2 separate regions of the Mus musculus genome follow, and region 2 is linked to region 1. The links are chromatin contacts, called in public promoter capture Hi-C maps. All regions are on one chromosome and are shown on one strand. Each heading gives the region's core, a stretch centred on a gene start, on an enhancer-like site or on the middle of the called end of the contact. The rest is flanking DNA. Distances are from core to core; before and after follow the strand shown. Region 1 holds the start of Krt75 (keratin 75). Region 2 has its middle 14 kb from the start of Krt72.

Region 1 (2,921 bases), core at 85-2,584:
AGCTTCATCCCTGGATCCTGTGGTCAAAGAAGAGAACTCTTGAAAATTGCCATTTGATCACCACACATGTGCTATCGTGTGTGTGCAGCAGACACACACACACACACACACACACACACACACACACACACTAATAATAATAACAACGGCTTCTCCAGTAACTATCACTTGGAGCTGCTCTGATGAGAGAAATAAGAATTGGATAAGAATAAGGATACAGGTCTTCAGAACCGAATAGTCTGGGAGACTTCCAGAAGATAGCCTCAAAGATAGTGTTACTATGTATACCATTTTGTTCAAAGTTACCCAGCATGCTTCAGTTTTGCCTTCCCAACAGGACCCTGAGCTTACTGATAAAAATCAAGAATGTGTGTTACATTTCTTCCAAACCCTCACAGGACTCACTCAAGGATGAACATGTGGCCAGTCATTCATGAATACCTGTCTTATCTGCCGAAGACTGACACAGTGGACCTATCCTCTGCATTTATATGGCTGAAGCACTGTGAAAGCAGTTTTCATATGCGAATACTCTCCATAAACTCATTCCGCAGACACACACTGAGCCTCAGAAAAGTTGTATCATCAGTACAAGGACCCACTGCCCAGTGCACTACTGGACCAGCCACTGGAGGGGTTGGAATCCAAACCCAAGTGTTTCTGTTCCCACTCCTGTCCACAGACGACAGAGTGACAAACAGCCTTCAAAGGCAAAGATGGGCACAGACATGGCATCCATGTGTGTGCATATCGACACAAGTGCTACAGGAAATCACATGATACCCAGCAGGCATGAATGATTTGGAGCAAAATTAAAGGGCCATTCATGTTGTGTGGAAGCCTAAGGAAGATGAACACCAACCTGGAGGACCAGCCTTATAGGCTGGAGAAGCTGCTGAGAAAATGCTCCAGCATAAGAAACACGGGAAGGAACAGGAGACAGTGTTGCAGCCGCTTGTGTTGACACAAGATGTTTGGACTGGAGGGAGTTGGTCCTGCGCCTAAGAAAGCGGTTCAAAAATGAGGCAGTGTTTTTGAGTCCATTAGAAGATGCATGGTTAGGACATGACTGAAAGCAATTAAGTTTATTCTCACTGGTCTGCTGATCAAGTTACAACTAGAAAGAAGTTTCCACGTGGGGGAGGGGGAGAGGGAGGCAGCAAACCAACCAACCGGTGGCTTTTTTTTTAATGCCATTTTCTGCGGGGTACTCAGGGTGAGCTCAGGGCTGGCAGATGCCTAGGGGATGCCATCAGCAGGGGCCCCTTCATTAATCAAGCTCCGCCCTTTGGGGGAGGCCCATAAAAGTCTAAGGACCTGCACCTCCCTAACCGCCTGGCTTCTCTATCCCCTTCACGAATCTACGAATCTACCTCGGAGCTCCTGTGCTGCCTTCTTCGCCCATCATGTCCCGGCAATCCACCATCACCTTCCACTCCGGCAGCCGCAGGGGCTTCAGCACAGCCTCAGCCACCACACCTACGGCTGGACGCTCCCGCTTCAGCTCCGTGTCTGTGGCCCGCTCCTCAGGAAACAGTGGGGGACTGGGCAGGATCAGTGGTATTGGTTCTGGCTTTGGAAGCCGCAGCCTCTACAACCTAGGGGGGACCCGGCGGGTCTCCATTGGTGGCTGTGCTGGCAGTGGCTTCAGGGGTGGCTTTGGTGGCAGGACTAGCAGTGGCTTTGGGGGCAGCAGTGGCTTTGCTTATGGAGGTGGCATTGGAGGGGGCTTTGGTGGCCCTGGCTTCTCTGTCTGTCCCTCTGGAGGCATTCAGGAAGTTACTGTCAACCAGAGCCTCCTGACTCCCCTCAACCTGCAAATCGACCCCACTATCCAGCGGGTGCGGAAAGAAGAACGGGAGCAGATCAAGACTCTGAACAACAAGTTCGCCTCCTTCATTGACAAGGTGGGACCTGTGCTCACCCATCCAAGTTCCCAGTGCATGGAGTCACTAGGTGGGGGTGGCTCATCTCTGGAGATAGCAACAATGGGGGAAGGGTCCCCAGGAGAACTTTGCTCAACCAGTGCCATCCATGGACATTCTCAAGTCAGGCCATCTGGCCCACAGGACTCTTAGAGATGCTTCCTTCTCCTCTCTGGGAGTCCCCCTCCAGAAAGAGGGGTTCTAACTATGCTACTACCAAAGTATCAGCATTGAGAAACTCAACCCAGACTCCGTGACTCCTGCTATGTTGGTCCCCATGTCCAGTCCATTAAAATCCTAGAGTCTCTAGGGTACTTCCATGGGCTTTCTCATTTGGAGGTGGATTTATCATAACATAGCCGCTGATCGATCACGGCGTAAAAGCCCCTTTGTGCTTGTCTCCTTTGTTAGCAGGTGTGCCTGTTTCTGCCTCCCCGGCTTCTCAAGTGAGGCTCATTCTCTCTGCTCCCCTGTAGGTACGCTTCCTGGAGCAGCAGAACAAGGTCCTGGAGACCAAGTGGAATCTCCTGCAGGAGCAGGGCTCTAGGACAGTCAGACAGAACCTGGAGCCTTTCTTCGATACATATGTCAATGACCTCCGCCGGCAGCTGGATGGCATCACAGCTGAAAGAGGCAGACTGGATGCTGAACTGAGGAACATGCAGGAGGTTGTAGAAGACTTCAAAGTCAGGTGAGTGGGGAGACAGTCTCCTGGCTGCACACAACCGACCCTGGGGCTGTTTCCTCTGAGGTCCAGAGAATGCAGAGGCGTGAATGCCACACCAGCCAGGAATGTTGGATGAGCAGGGAGCCCAGAGTGCAGGAGATGGAGGGGACCCTAGTGCCTTCGTCTCAGCATCAGGGCTAACAAGGAGTCTGTTCTTATCTTTCTAAACCACTGAGGTGGGCACCAGCGGCAGCATCTGTCAAAATGAACACCGCAGCTCATCCTGGTGAATGGTGTTGCTTCCCCTTTGCCTGTTTATCTCCACTGGA
Region 2 (2,791 bases), core at 286-2,785, 200 kb before region 1:
CAGGATATATTTCCTGCGAGAATGTGCTACTAAGTGGAGTCTTTGCTTCTGGGGAATTAAGAGCCCTACATAATACAAACGCCTTAATGCCTTGCCATGTAAGTGAGAAAACACCGGGTTAGTAGGTTTGTGTTTCTAACACAACCACATACATACACTTTACATAATTTATTGTTGAAATGGGGGCCCTTTGATATCATCAAATGCTAAACTGATCCTTGGGAAAGAGGCAAAGCAAAGACATCCAGGCTAACGTCCCTCTGGACCTGCCTGGCATTCTGACTTTGGATTTTGCTTCTTTTAATTGCCAGTTGTGGCGCAGTAGAAAAATCATGCCCTTGTAAAAATGGGTTTAACATTAGCTAGCCTTGTCCTTTTGGTGTGCCGGGAGCTCAGCTCAGCCCCATTGGAGACTTTTCTACCTGGCAGAATGGCTAATTCTCCTGAGAACTGGTATGGACCATTGTCAACAATGAAAGTGCTACTGTCATACTGCCCAGTTTGCTCTGGGGTGTTGGGACTCAGGGAGGGAGGTTAAACAGCTCACCAAGGATCAGACCATGTATCGAGGAGGGACAGAAGTGGGCGTTGAAGCCCTGTGAGGTTCTGGGGTCTGTGATTCCAGTCGTGGAGGACACCTCACAGCTGTTATGACTGCAGCTGTGTGTTGCGTAATGAAGACTCACGTGATTGGAAAGTGTTGCTAGGTGATCGTGCCAGGGTGCAGGCGTCAGAGTGTGCTTATGCGGAGTGTGCTTATGCCCACCTAGGCAGTGCAGCTCAACCCTGAAAAGATGTACACAGCTGTTGCTGGGGCAGCACAGTGGATAAGCAGAAGTCACACTCTCTAAGATGACGAATCAATGCATCGTGTAGCAATGCAGGCACTGGTGACAGCCATCTGTCTTCTTGTCAAGTATTGCGACTGCCTATAATTGTTTTATGCCTGGTGGTGTTGTGAGTGTGTGTTCTCCAGACTTACCACGAACACCTGAGTCCTACCCAGTGCTTTGGAGCATCATCAAATGACAGAAAGTTTTCAGCCTTCTTATCCCACTCTGGGACCTGGTTATATACACTGTTGTTTGTTGACCTGAACCTGTCGTGTGTCATTGCAAGATCTGAGTGACTGATAACTTCATTTGGGAAGAGTCTTGCTGAGTAGCCCTGGCTAGCTTGGAACACCCTGTGTAGCCCAGGCTGGCCCTTGACTTGCCATGGTCCTCCTGTCTCTCCAGAATACTGGGATTTGAGGTATTCAGCACCATGTTCTGTCCACGGGACTTGCATCTGTGGGTCTTTCTCTGTGTTTGTAGGATGTGTACTGATTGGTTCAGGGCCCAGGAGTCGGGCAGCAGCAGAAGTTGATAGAGTTAGACTGTGTATGGAACGTTGGATTTGTCTCAAGTGCTAACACTTCTGGTACATCTAACCTGTGCACACACTGCCCTCTGTCAGCAGCTCCTGGTACTGCACCTACCTCGGCCCTGAGAAAAAGATTACAAAGAAGCTGTGGGGGATAAACCCGGGTCAGCCCAGTGCCTCTCTGGGGGAGGAGCTGCTTGGCTCCCTGGCATGCCTAGACTGCTCCCAAACACTGAGTTGCCAGGGCCTTGTCTCCTGTCTCCTCCTTCCCCTCCTCTCCTCTCATGGAAGGAGAAAGGAGGCAGCCCCCTCTTTCTGAACCTCCCCACCTTCAGTAGCTAGCTGTTCTTTCACAGGGCTTTCCCTCAGGTGTCTGAGAACATCCCTGTTGTGTCAGAGGTCCTGGGAGCGTGGGAGGTCAGTCACTCAGCAACACTCCCTCCTCCAAGTCCCACTGGCATCTCAAGCAAGTCCCAACCTTGGCTATAAGGGCGACCTTTGAATAACTGTCTCTCAAAGCAGATGAACCAGCACTGCACAACTGTACATAGACAATCTTGTACAGGGCTTCCTGGAGGAGGATGTGGAAGGCTACTCTGTGGGTTCCCCAGGACTCCATTGCCTTAAATGCCTTCAGGGTGACTGGTGATTATTTTGCATTGCCTGTCTGTCTCTGTATTCCTCTTTGGCAGCTCCTTTCAGCACCAGCAGGGGGCTGGGGTGTAGAGGTGTCCTCCCTATCTCCTCCAGCCTCAGGGTAGCATCCACTCCACATCCCATGTTGCTGTGGGTCTCCCTTAGGAGGCCGATGGTCCTAACCTCATATTTCCTACCGTCTGTCCCCACAAGGGTTTTAGATCTAGATCTCCGAGGTTCCAGGTCCTTCCAGCTGTAACTATAGATGAAGAAGCAGAGGTGGCCTGGGACACTGCCAACCAGCAGTGCATTTCATTCCTGGCTTTGTTTCTTTGCTACTCATCAGTCTGCCTGCCTTTGTTGTCTCTTTATTTTAACAATGGGGAGAAGGGGAAAGGATTGGCGTGAGGGTGAGTTAAAATGGTTGAAGTGCTGATTCCAGTGACTGGTGCCTGTAAGCCGTGGACAAGCAGTTGCTCCGAACTTCTCTGAAATGTGCCTACCAGACTAGCCCATTCCAGTCCTGCTCCATACAGCTCTTACTGCATTCTCCTCGGACCCCAGAAGGCTCTTTCCCATGGCTGCTGGCTTGCTCCACACTACCCTCTGCTCTTCCTCATGACCTGGAAAATAAGTGTGCCCCAGTCCTGATCTCACTGCTTCCAGTCTCCTGGCTCCCTGGTGGTCGCTGTTCTCCCATCTTGGCTCTCCTGGCTCCTGGTTCATTTTACAAAGCCCCCTTCTGATCTGGCAGTGGGCATTGTGACTTGTGGCCAGCCATCAAACCCCC

Evidence for each region. Promoter capture Hi-C pulls out the DNA fragments that hold promoters and counts their contacts.
Region 2: a contact with region 1 is called in a promoter capture Hi-C map of cranial neural crest, with 3 times the contacts expected there. The contact joins the enhancer-like site here to the promoter of Krt75 in region 1. A contact is called at or near these places in 14 of 39 promoter capture datasets (the C10 cell line, the HPC-7 cell line, HPC-7-derived erythroid cells and 9 more), 5 of 484 Hi-C or Micro-C datasets (the AtT-20 cell line, embryonic fibroblasts, embryonic stem cells and 2 more), 2 of 115 datasets of contacts at active chromatin or transcription factors (astrocytes and embryonic stem cells) and 3 of 9 other capture datasets (embryonic stem cells, liver and pancreatic islet).

What each region holds. Positions count from the first base shown.
Region 1 is chr15:101,572,317-101,575,237 of GRCm38.p6, reverse strand. It overlaps Krt75 (keratin 75), which reads left to right and starts at 1,334. Exons shown (of 9, transcript NM_133357.3): 1 at 1,334-1,907; 2 at 2,402-2,616. The coding sequence starts at 1,407.
Region 2 is chr15:101,771,550-101,774,340 of GRCm38.p6, reverse strand. No RefSeq gene overlaps it. Among named protein-coding and RNA genes, the nearest start is that of Krt72, 14 kb to the left of the region's middle. Within about 2 kb of position 1,535, at least 62 of the 459 cell types and tissues checked have an H3K27ac peak or open chromatin away from gene starts, as enhancers often do. A contact at or near this core is called in the AtT-20 cell line and pancreatic islet, where this site is marked.